Regions from separate parts of the Sus scrofa genome. Here region 1 is linked to region 2. The links are chromatin contacts, called in public HiChIP or PLAC-seq maps. All regions are on one chromosome and are shown on one strand. Each heading gives the region's core, a stretch centred on a gene start, on an enhancer-like site or on the middle of the called end of the contact. The rest is flanking DNA. Distances are from core to core; before and after follow the strand shown.

Evidence for each region. HiChIP or PLAC-seq counts read pairs in DNA pulled down with a chosen protein or histone mark.
Region 1: a contact with region 2 is called in an H3K27ac HiChIP or PLAC-seq map of alveolar macrophages, with 4 times the contacts expected there. The contact joins the promoter of CEP162 here to the promoter of LOC100622980 in region 2. A contact is called at or near these places in 2 of 2 datasets of contacts at active chromatin or transcription factors (alveolar macrophages and skeletal muscle).

What each region holds. Positions count from the first base shown.
Region 1 is chr1:53,438,286-53,444,584 of Sscrofa11.1, reverse strand. It overlaps CEP162 (centrosomal protein of 162 kDa), which reads left to right and starts at 2,126. Exons shown (of 28, transcript XM_013992659.2): 1 at 2,126-2,438; 2 at 3,702-3,817. The coding sequence starts at 3,761.
Region 2 is chr1:53,089,034-53,095,454 of Sscrofa11.1, reverse strand. It overlaps LOC100622980 (cytochrome b5 reductase 4), which reads right to left and starts at 3,449. Exons shown (of 17, transcript XM_021089548.1): 1 at 3,291-3,449; 2 at 2,905-2,969.

The DNA.
Region 1 (6,299 bases), core at 877-3,376, 350 kb before region 2:
TAGCACATATTAGAAACAAAAATATAAATTGAACTGAATTGCCTTGTAGATTGTAAGGATTAAATGAAATGCATGTGCAGTTCCTATCAACTTCAATGCTCAGTAAATACTAGCTTTAAAAATCTCTATTATTATTCAAATCTTCATCACAGGGTACAGCTCCTGACGTGTACACAATTGTATCTCTATAAACACTTGCTGAATGAAAGGTTCAGGCTGGACATGATGAGGTCCTTAACTATGTCTGCCAGCAGCAATGCTTTTGAGAAATAAAATATTGCCTGCCATATCAGTAAACAAAAAGACGTCAAGGTCTTGTCGAGTGCAGCTACCTCCAAGGGTGAGCTGGGGAGCCCTGAGGGAACTCAGGAAAGAAACAAAGAATACCTGCCATCTAGCAGCCATCAGACTGCAGCCACTCCCAAGGGTGAGCCCTGAGGAAACTCAGGCTGTGAAAACACAGGATATTGGCCCAAGATAGCTGTGGTGCATATCAAAGGAATGATTTCAGTGAACCCAGAACTTACATCTTCGCATACATAGAAAAATGCTAAATTCCTTAAGATAGCTGTTTTCTGTTATTAGCAGTAATCTTTTGTTCCTACTATCTGCCCTTTATTGCAAAACTCTTATAAATCCCAGCTCCTCACCTCACCTCCTTGTGAAACCAAGCATGGCCCTGTGGGGCTCCTGGGCACAAAAGCCTTTCTGTGTCCTCTATTTCTTATTTTTAGGAAATGGGTCTCATTCAGCCTCCAGGCCCTTCCCTGAGTCCCAAGAAGTTCAAACAGTTGCTAATCAGGGAAGGGAGGGGATGAAAAGACAATGGAGGAACTCTCAAGCAACTATACTGCAAACTTGGGGCAGGGTCCTGGTTCCCCCTCAAAGAACACACCTAAGATGTAGGCATCTTGTACACCTGAAAGAAAAGTTTATATTCCTCATGCTCCTTTAGGTAATGAACAGCTTAAAACTGAAGTTTGGAGCCCTTTCCTTGTGCTTCTCCCTCACTTGATTAGGCACCCTGAATACAGTCACCTCTGAGCTAAGATTCTAGCATCTGATGTTTTTCAGGAACTTCTCTAGTTTGTTCTAGTTGCTCATCAGTATAACCCTTTTCATGAGCATTGCTATTCTAGAGAAAATCAAGATGCTATAACCTAGAAGACCACCACCAGGATCATTCTGAGCTCTCCTGACACTAGCTTTGACGATTCCCTCAAAGAAACAAGAATGCATCTTTGCCCAACCCTGATTCTTCCCTGAAATTTTGTTTCTCTCTGTTTAGACTATTAAACGGCCGCAACTGTTCTTCAAGGGAGGGCACAATCTTTAAGGCATTAGCCTGCTATGGCCTCCTTTGCCTGGCAAAGCAATAAAAGCTTTTTTTTTTGTCCTCCTTCACCCCAATCTCTGTCTCCCCCTGCTTTTATTAGGCACCAATGGACAGTGGCTGAGTTTCCCCAACACTTGGAGCAGTTTTCCCAGGGTTACTTGAGATGCTGCCTCCTGGGATTAAGTCCTCAGTTTTGTCCACCAAATAAAACGAAACTCTCAACTTTCAGGTGTACATATTTTTTTTAGTCAATACTTTCAGCTGCTATCCATTTTACTTTAAATATCCTAAATGGGGTCCTGTCAAACTCTAACGGATGTTGTGTTTTTATTTTTATTTTTTCAGAGGAAGAAATAGCAAAAATAAAAAATTCAAGAAAGTAATTGTAAGAGGCCACTATAGAATGGAGGTGGAGGTGGGGGTTGGAGGGGTAGTGGGAAACGACAGAAATGCTCCAATATGGGTTAGGGCTTGGGGGTTTGTGGGCTTAAGGTGTTTCTGTGTATTTTCCAAGTCTTGTCCACTAGATGGTGGAACAGAGTCCCTAGGCTGACAACAGAGTTCTTCCGCAAAGCTTAGAGTGTCCCAACGCCCACACAGAGCTTTGCACGCAAAGGAAATCACTCAATAAGTTAAATTTTTTCTAGGCTTTCGCTTGGAGAGCAGAAAGCTGAAACTACAGGAGAGGGGAAGATTAGGAAGAGGGGAAGAGAAGTGATGAGAAATGCGGAACTACAAGGACCAAGGGAGTTAAACTACATTTCCCAGGAAGCTACGGGTGGGTCAGCCACACTCATCACGCCTGTTCCGGCTCTCGTGACCCCGTCGTGCATCCACTAACCAAGGAGCGCAGAGAGGGCCCAGGAGTCTCTAGCGCTGCAGCAGCGACGACTCCTAACCCGCCAGATTATTCGGCCGAGCCACGGCCACTCCAACCTGCGCTGGCCCAGAGGAAAACACACTAACAGCTCTCAGTTGGCGCCGCAAGCCACGTGACACGTTTGGGTCATGTGACCCTGAAACCTGGCGGCTGAAGTCTGTTACCCCGGCAACTGCTGGGCCCCGGTCGACCTCCGGAAAAGCGCGGAATTCAGAGGCGAAGGTAGGTGAGGCGTGAATGCTACCTTCCAGCTCGGCTGAGTAGGGCCAAGACTGTGCTCAGACCTGCTTCTCAGGGTTTTAGTTTCGGGTCACTCCCCTTCTCCGCCCTGGCTCCCTTGCAGGTGCGTCTTTGTCTTCCCGCTGACTCTGGAACCCGCGCTTCCCGGGGCCGGGGCCGGGGCCCCTTTGGGTGGGATCCGCCTTTAACCCAGAATCTGGGGCCAAGACCTTAACCAGCTCCACTCTGAACTGAACAGAAATGCAAATTAGAGGGAGGGGCTGTTATTGTGCAGGTTGGGCAAAGTATTGTCCAGGTCTACGTAGACCGCCTCTGCCAAAGGAAGCCGAATTTTAGCTGCCTCTAGGAGTTACAACCCAGAAGCTGGCGCAGATCCGAAGTTTGAGTCTTTAGGGAGACGGGGGAGTTAGCGTTGCAAGTCACCGTTTCATAGTTTAATTGACTTTCCCTTCCTCAAAATAACATAACTTGTTTTAATTTGAATACTCCTTTAGCTTTGTTTTATGTGGAGTCAATCTACCTTTTTTTGGGGGGGGGGGCCGCACCTGCGGCATATGTAAGTTCCCTGCCAGGAATGGAATCTCAGCTGCAGCTGGGGCAACTTCGGATCCTTAACTCACTGTGCTGGGGGCGGGAGGGGTAAGGTGGGGGCGGGAGGGGTAAGTGGGGGAGGGGCGCGGTGGGTGGGTAATGGAACCCACTCCTCAGCAGCCACCCTTACCCTTACCCGCTGCAGAGACAAAACTGGATCTTTACCTCCCTGTGCCACAGCGGAACTCTAGGTAGATTCGAAATCTTAATAAGTCAATCCAGAAATATGTATCTGGAAACGTCCCCATATAAGCAAACAGTCTGTTTTACAACTTTTAGTATGAATTGATAGCTAGCTGAATGGTAAGGCAGCACAAACTCTGTCCTGGGCTTTGCAAAAGAGAAGCAGGTCTTTGGGACTTGTTAATTTACACTTTTTAACAGACACACTAATGTGCAAAGATTTAATGTTTTGGAGGCTATTCTAACAATTGGTTGTTAAGAATGAAAATGTAGGTTTGAATCCTAAGTACAAGGCAAACTGTGAAAGCTGATTTTCCACGTCGTTTTATTAATGAACTGGAAATCACTGTACAGCTTCTTAATCAATATCTGTGTATATATGCTAGAGAAATGTCTGAAGTTCAAGTCTGGCTGTTTTTATGATGTGATATGGATTTTCTTAAAGGATATTTATGATCTCTTGCCATTTAGTGTTTCCAACATTGTACATACTTTGGAATGTTTACTTTGGGAAGTGAAAATTATTGATAATGGCCCACTCTTCCAAAGAAGAGCTAGATGAAGAGTTTGAACAGTTCATGAAAGAGGTAAGTGTAAATTTTTTAAAGTTGTTTTTCGGATTTGTCATAAGAAACTTGTTCTTCAGTGCTTTCACCTCTAAGACACAATCAGTCTATCACCAAGCTCTGTCATCTCTCTCCAGAATGTATTTATCATCCCTCTAGTTCTCTCCCTGCTCACTGCCACCCTCCTAGTCTAGGGCACCATCATGTAACGTAGGCTCCTGCAGCAGTTCCCAAGCATAGTCCCAGCATTCTTTTGCCACACTGCAGTGAGCATGGTCTGTCGCAAAATCAGACTCTGTTCCTCTTCAATGTAGAACACTCTGTTGGCCTCCGATCACATAAAGAATAGAATCCAAATTCCTTACTGTGGTTTACAAAGCCCCCGGTGATTTTGCTCATGTCCACCTCCCTAATTTTATACCACTCTTCCGCCTTATGCATGAAGTAGTGGCATTTTTTTCTCCTGCAGATATGCAAAGCTCATTTCATATTAAGAGCTTTGTTCTACCTGTTCTCTTCTTAAAAATTACTATCCGTGGAGTTCCCGCTGAGGCACAGTGGACTAAGAACCTGGCTGCAGCAGCTGGGGTCACTGGAGAGGTGCAGGTTCAATCCCTGTCCCAGCACAGTAGGTTAAAAAGGGTCCAGCATTACCACAACTACAGCATAGGTCTTAGCTGCAGCTCACATTCAATTCCTGGCCCCAGGGAACTTCCATATGCCTCATGTTCAGCCATTTAAAATAAAAAAAAAAAAAAAATTACTACCTGAGAGGTTTTTTTTCCTGCTGATCCAGTAAAAAAGTAACCATCAAGTCCCTTCTTAGTATAACATGTACTTAAATCTCCGTGTAGCTCTTAGAACCATTCATTATTTTACTTGTTAAGCTCTATTATCTACGGCCCATTATAAGAACGAACGTCTGTGACATGACAGTTGTACTTTTTAATTGTTGTCGATATACAGTGTAATATTAGTTTCAGGTGTACATCATAGTGATTCTACATTTTTATAGATTATACTCCATTTAAAGTTATAATAAAATGCTGGCTATATTCCCTGTGCTGTACAATATATCCTTGTAGCCTTTTTCTGCTTTGTTATATTCATTCGTTTTATTTTTTGGATTCCACATACCTGTTATATTAATGTTAGTCATTCTCTATCTGACTTAATTTCACTAAGCGCAATACCCTCCAGGTCCATCCATGTTGCAAATGGCAAAGTTTCATTCTTTTTATGGTTAGGTAATATTTCATCATGTGTGTGTTTATGTGTGAGTGTGCCCTATCTTCTTTATCCATTCATCTGTTGATGGACCTTTGGGTGGCTTCTATACCTTAACTGTTGTAAATAATGCTGCTTTGAACATTGGGGTGTATGTATCTTTTCAAATTAGTGTTTTTGTTTTCTTAGGATGTTTCCCAGAAGTGGAATTGATGGATCATGTAATAGTTCTGTTTTTAGTTGGTTTTTGTTTGTTTGTTAGTTTTTTGAGGAACCTCCATACTGTTTTTCATTACTGCTCCATCAGTTTACATTCCCACTATAAGTGTACAAGTGTTCCCTTTTCTCCAAATCCTCGCTAGCATTTGTTACTTATAGCTATGTTGACAGAAGTGAGGTGATATCTCTGAGGTTTTGATTTGCATTTCCCTGATGATTAGCAGTATTGAGCATCTCTTCATGGCCATTTTTCTTTGGAAAAATGTCTTTTCAGGTCTTTCCATTTTTTAATCAGTTTGGGTTTTTGAGGGGGAGGTTGATACTGGGTTGTATCACCTGTTTCTGTATTTGGGTATTAATCCTTTGTCGGTCAGGTAATTTGCAAATATTTTCTCCCGTTTCCATAGATTATCTTTTCATTTTGTTGATAGTTACCTTCACTGGGCAAAAGCTTTTAAGTTTGATTAGGTCTCATTTGTTTATTTTTCCTTTTGTTTCCTTTATCTTAGGAGATAGATGCAAAAAATATTGCTCCAGTTTACATTAGTGTTCTGCCTATGTTTTCTTCTAGGAGTTGTATGGTTTCAGGTCTTACATTTAGGTCTTTAATCCATTTTGAGTTTATTTTTGTATGTGGTATGAGAAAAATGTTCTAATTTCATTTTTTTAAAGACTAATTTTTTTTTATTTTATTTTTATTTTTGGCCACGCCTGCAGCATGTGGAAATTCTGGAATCAGGGATCGAACCTAAGCCACAGCAATGACGATGCCAGATCCTTAATCCACTGAGCCACCAGGGAACTCCCCAATTTTATTCTAATACATATAGCTGTCCAGTTTTCCTTGCACCACTTATTGAAGAGATTGTCTTTTCTCCATTGTATATTCTTGCTTCCTTTGTTGTGGACTAACTGACCATAAGTGCATGGGTTTATTTCTGGGCTTTCTTTTGTTCTGTGGATGTGTGAGTCAATACCATGCTGGGTCAATACCACACTGTTGTAATTGTTGTAGCTTTCCAGTATAGTCTGAAATCAGGGAGCCTAATATGTTCAG
Region 2 (6,421 bases), core at 2,200-4,699:
AGTATCAGTCACTGGTCAATTATTTTAAATCTTTATCAAAGCTGTAAATTGTATCAAACAAATTCACTCTAAATCCTTCATGAGCATACCATCAATATTTAGCTTTCTTCAAGCATTATGGATATATTTATTCTTATAAAGTACAGAAGAAAGTTTATTTTCCAATTTCCAAATTCCTTTGGGAAAAAAATGAATCTTACTATGACTTTAAAAATAGTAATGACAGCCAACTTTCTAAAGACAACAAGATATTATGCACCTTAAACAAAGGCAGAAATTACCAAGTAATTGGTAATTACCAATTACTTGGAAATTCAGCCAGCTCTTAGTTACAGATATGGTCAAAGCAAGTTTAGGAAAGTACAAAAAGCAACATTTTAAAAAGTCTACCTCTGACCCCAACCTTGATCTCATCTCTCTCCCTTTCCTCCTAACTAAATCTGGAAACACCATATTGAGATATTGAGAATGATACTGGTTTTATACAGATTTGCATATAAGCATGATTACTTCAAAATTTCAAATTTCCAACAAATATTAATCTTGCCATCTAATCTTGTATTATTTTTCATCCAAGGAAAATAAGGACAAGGCTGAATCACCAACTACAGAGCAGTCATTTTAGTGTACAATAAATAGCTCCACATACCCATTTGTTAAATTGATTCTAACAAAGAGATTACATTATGTTCAATAACTCTATTTTAAAAGGCAAAAAAGTAAGCAATGTAGTTTATGAATGTTTCTAGCCAAATTTTTTTTTAAGTTTATAAATTTGGGGCCTAAATAAGCAACTATCGGTAATTCAGTCATTCAATAAATATTTTAGTGATCTCCTGTCCAAACATAATGCATAATTCGAAGATGAATAAATCATGGTCCCTACCCTCAAGAAGTTGGTAATTGAGTAAAAAGAATCAGAAATACATGATACCACTCAAGGTAGAACTTAATAAAACTTAAGAGAACTACAAAGATACTTCTACAGCAGTTCAGAAAAGAAAGGAATTGCTTATTTAGGAAGCAATTGATTTCCTAATGTAACTAGAACTGCCAAAGACTGTTTATTGTTACCACATTCTCTCTCCCCCAGAATCTGTCACTGACCATTTCTCTTCCAGGGACTTCATATTTTCCTGAATTCTTCCTGAAAGATGGCTGAGTGATCCCTTCCAATCACCTTTATGGACCTCTCTTTCTCTGTATACAGGTTAGATGTTGGCTTCCCCAATGTTTGATCAAGTGGGATCATCTCTCCTCTCTCACTCTTTCAGATGACCTGACCCAATGCCATGACTTTCTCAACTCTTTATATACCAAAGCCTCCCAGGTCTGTCTATATTTCCACTTAAGAAATCTGCTGACCTGTGTATGCAGCTCTCTCTACTGGACATAGGACAAATGGAATATTTGACTCATTATCTTGCTCCTGGGACCTGTTTTAAGCCTTAATTTCCAAGCTGTGAGTAGAGCATTCACCTGGTCATCAACCACCAACTTGGGAGCCATTCTGTCTTTCTACCTCTTCTTTGCCTACCATATCCAATACACTATAAGCCTAAAATATTTTGTCACCTAAGTATTCCCCAAATTCATCCAGTCCCATCCCGACTTCCAGTGTTTTAGAATGGCTCTTTATCATTTCTTGCCTGAATTGCAATAACTTCCACTTTCACTCGGGGGTTCTAACTAAGCCTATATACCATGTCCTTGGAGATTTTTCTGAAGCATAAATCTGATTACACTATTCTCCTGGTTAAAATCCTTTGAATCACTGTAAACCAATTTATAATGGAAAAAAATAAAAATCCTTTGAGTAACCCCCAAAACCACTTTAGGATAAAACTCTTGTACCAAGGTATACAACATCTAGCCTCTGGCTTCCCTGCCAGAATGACCACAGCTTCACACATTCAAATTCCATTTCCTTGATGCTCCCAGAAGGAACCATGCCATTCTCTTTTTCTGTGCTATTTCTTCTGCCCTCACCCCTTGTCCTCCAACTACCATCCCTCTAACTTCAAGATTTAGCCAGGTCATCACACCTATGATACACACTTCCCTGACCCTTCCCCACTCCCTCTGGCAGGGCAGGGCACTTCACGGCCTGTGCATATTTGCAAAACTGACCAAATGAAACTATTGCAACACTTCCAAGAGGCTGTGATTTTTTTTTTTTTTTTTTCTGTATCCTTCACTAGTGCTAGCACAGGGTAGGAAATTAATCAGCATTTTTTACTACTATGTGCTATTGTAAACAAATACACATTCTGCAAACATTATATAGCTTTTCTGAAGCAGGCAAACTGCAGAGTTAACTGATTTTTAAAGATACAAAAAAGTCTTGCAGAAAAGCTGACTTCCTGTGTCTAAGAACAGTACACTAGCTCCTCATTGATAGGTCAAATAACTTTTGATCCCTTTTTTGATCCAGAGTACTTTTAAGGATCTTCAGCACATTTCCATTTTTCTCTTACATTCCAAGCTCAATTTGTTCAATTTGCTGGAAACTGAAATTGTGGACACCCTTCCTCCTTCTGGTTTGCAAGAGGATAAGCCTGGTGTGAAGTCAATTTCACTCGAACCCTTTGGCATTAAAAAGAAATTGTTTTGCAGGCACAAGATGTTACTGTTCTTTTACTAATACCACCCACTCTCCCTCTTCATAATATAAACGCTCTTCTTTAAGAGTTTACTGATTGTGTGCTTATTAACTGTTCTTTCAGGTGAGAGCTTGAGCTCCTGCATTTTTCAATTTGATGAATAAAGGACCTCTGGGACTAGGAAAACAAAGAAACCTTAAAGATAGGTTTTCCAAGAGAGAAAAACTTCAGGACTAGATGCTGAACAGGCTCTTCCCTGGGGCTTTAGGAGCAGAGACTTGCGGTGAGGCCCGGCACTCACCTGACTGGCTGTCTGTATTGGGAAAGCTCTCCTGATGCATCCGTTATTCCTGGGCCATCTGGCACCTGGAGGTGTAAGGAAATGAATGGTATTATCACTCACCTAAAAACTGCAAGCCCGGGGGACCAAGGACTCCTCGCGTCTGCGGGGAATGTGAGCCCGGGGCTCTCAGCAGCCTCGCTCCCGGCTAGATCCCTGCGTCCCAGGAGCTCTGGAGGCCGCATTCGCCGCAGCAGCACCGACAGGGTCAGCGGAACGGCTAAGAGCAGGCGCGATCTTAAGCAAGAGGCAGGCCAGGCACGTCTCCCTGGGGGCCCGCTGTACCAGGCGCTGGCCCATTAACAGCGTCCCTGGGAGGCGCTGCCCTTCACGCGCGGCTCACTCACCGCATCTTCTTCCTTCTCGACTAGGTCTTCAACCCACGGTCTCCAGAAGCCTGCGGGTCTACGAAGTGGGGAACACAAGGCCCACAGAGGAGCCGTGAGCCCAGACCCAGGAGAACCTATCGCAGCCAAGCCAAGGCCGGGAGGGTGTAGGAGGCAGGAGAGCAGAGGGGAGGAGCTGGGGAGGCGCCGGAGGGAGGGATGGAACTAAGATACCGCTGCAAGCCGCTGCACCCTGCGGCCCCCGAGATCAGTTCCAGAAGGAAAAACACTGTCTTTTCATCTTTGTGTCTCCAAAGATCCTTGTACAGTGCTTGGTGTGGATGATAGAAGACATTCAGTGTTTTTGTTTGTTTTGTTTGTTGTGGAATGGATGCGCTAAAGGCTTCTAAGCAGCAGGACTGCGTTGGTGAATGCTTTTTGAAGTGTCTGCTTATGGGCAGGATAGAGTGAAGAGTCCGGAAGAAGGATCCACGTATTTCTGACATGTGCCTGTGGCCAGAACAGTGATCTGCTCTGAGAACCCTTGGCCTCCTGGGGATAGATTATTTGCGATGCAGGTACCAAATTGAGCTCTTGGTCTCAGTTTTTCTGGTCTCTTCCTGTTACCCAGCTCTGCACAACCAAATCTGGTGCCTGAAAGTGGCCTTCTATGGAACTGGCTGGAGATAATCAGTTTTCTGTAGACTGAGAAGCTCCTGAAATCTTTTTGCTCCACATCTTTAGGCTTGGTTCATGGAATCAAGGGCTGCAGACACTATGAACATCTCTCACCTAGCAAAGGGCATTTGAAACAATTCACAATTAGCCTTGGAGTCCAGGATAAAAAAAAAGCAGGCACAATATGGTCTTTCACTCTTTATAATTTAACAAAGTAATAATTTTAAGACAAAAGCTGAAACAGGAACACACACCCAGTTCCAGAGTTATTGCCCTTGTCTGGTCTCTGCAGGTGACCACATGGGGTTTCAGACATAAGGCTCTCCAGTGCAGGGCCAAGTTAGAATGTCTGGGGGTTGTGGATTTGAAATGGAAGAGTAATAATTTTATTTAGGGAATATTCTTAAAACCCAATTTTTTAAAATCATCAACTACATCTTTTAATATTTATAAAAATGGGAGTTCCCATTGTGGCTCAGCGGAAATGAATCTGGCTAGCTAGCATCTATGAGGACTCAGGTTCAATCCCTGGCCTCACTCAGTCAGTGCGTTAAGGATCCAGTGTTGCTGTGAGCTTTGGTGAAGTTCACAGACAGCTCAGATCTGGCGCTGCTGTGGCTGTGGTGTAAGCTGACGGCTGCAGCTTCAATTCTACCCCTAGCCTGGGAACCTCCATATGCGGCGAGGGTGGCCCTAAAAAGACAAAAATAAATAAATAAATAAATAAATATATAAATAGTTATAAAAATATTTCTGGTCGTTGGGATATTGCTGAACATCTTCAAGTTAGAGAAGATGACCCCTGAAGATAATCTCTGGAGGAAATGTGAAAAAATTAAACTGTCAAAGGAGTCTGTGGATTAAGAAAAAGCTGAAAAGTCTTACTATATCCACAACTTCATTTCACACTGCTCTTGGAGATGGGAGCCTGTTATAGATGATATACTATTTTAATAGATACAATATTTTAATAGATACAATATTTTAATAGATACATATTATAGAACAGGCCTTCCTACTTTCCTTCCCTCCTTCTTGTACATTTATATCCCTATCTCATCTCACAAAAGATGAGAAATGAGTAACTTCCTTTGGATAAATTTTAAAATTTTAAAATTTAAATTTAAATTAAATTTTAAAATTCTGAGGACCCTCCATACTGTTTTGCATAGTGGTTGCAGCAGTTTACTTTGTCATCAGCAGTGTACAGGGCTCCATGTTTTCCTCATCCTGGGCCATATTTATCTTTTGTCTTTTGGTTCATAGCCACTCTATTAGTGTGATATGATATCCCTTTATGGTTTTGATTTTCTTATCCATGGTGACTAGTGATATCGAGCACATTTTCATGTACCCATTGACCAATTTGTGCATCTTTTTTGAAAAACATCTCTTCAGTTCCCCTACCCATTTTTTTTTTTTTTTTTTTTTTTTTGTCTATTTGCTATTTCTTGGGCCGCTCCCGCAGCATATGGAGGTTCCCAGGCTAGGGGTCTAATTGGAGCTGTAGCCACCAGCCTACGCCAGAGCCACAGCAACGCAGGATCCGAGCCGGGTCTGCAACCTACACCACAGCTCATGGCAACACCGGATCCTTAAACCACTGAGCAAGGGCAGGGACCGAACCCGCAACCTCATGGTTCCTAGTCGGATTCGTTAACCACTGCGCCACGACAGGAACTCCCCCCTTCCCATTTTTTAAAAGAGATGGTTTTGTTTTTTGTTTTCCTATTTAGTTGTAGGGGTTCCTTACATATTTTGTATATTTACCACTTATCAGATGTAAGATTTGGGAATATTTTCTCTCATTTCATAGGTTGCCTGCTCATTTTATTGATGGCTTCATTTGTTGTTCAGAAGCTTTTTAGTTTCATGTAGCACCAATTGTTTATTTTTTATTTTGTTGCCTTCGCTTTTGGTGTCTAATTTTTAAGTAAACAAATAATTGCCAAGATCAGTATGTAGTAGGAGTTCCCATTGTGGGTTAAGAACCCAGCTGAGAAGTTCCCTTTGTGGCTCAGCAGAAACAAATTCGACTAGTATCCATGAGGATGCAGGTTCGACCCCTGGCCTCATTCAGTGCGCCAGGGATCTGGCAGTTGCTGTAAACTGTGGTGCAGGTCACAGGCATGGCTCAGATCCCACTCTGCTGTGGCTGTGGCATAGGCCAGCAGCTGTAGCTCTCATTAGACCCCTAGCCTGGAACCTTCCATATACTGCAGATGCATCCCTAAAAAAGGCAAAAAAAAAGAACCTGACTAGTATCCATGAGGATGTGGGTTTGATCCCTGGCCTCGCTCAGTGGGTTAAGGATGTTTTTGATTTCAAGTCTTAAATTAAGTCTTTAGCACACTTTGAGTTGACTTTTGCATAAAGTATGGATGTGGATCCAATTTCATTCTTTTGCATGTAGCTCTCCAGGTTTCCCAACACTATTTATTAAAGAAAAATCATCCTTCCCTATTATATAGTCT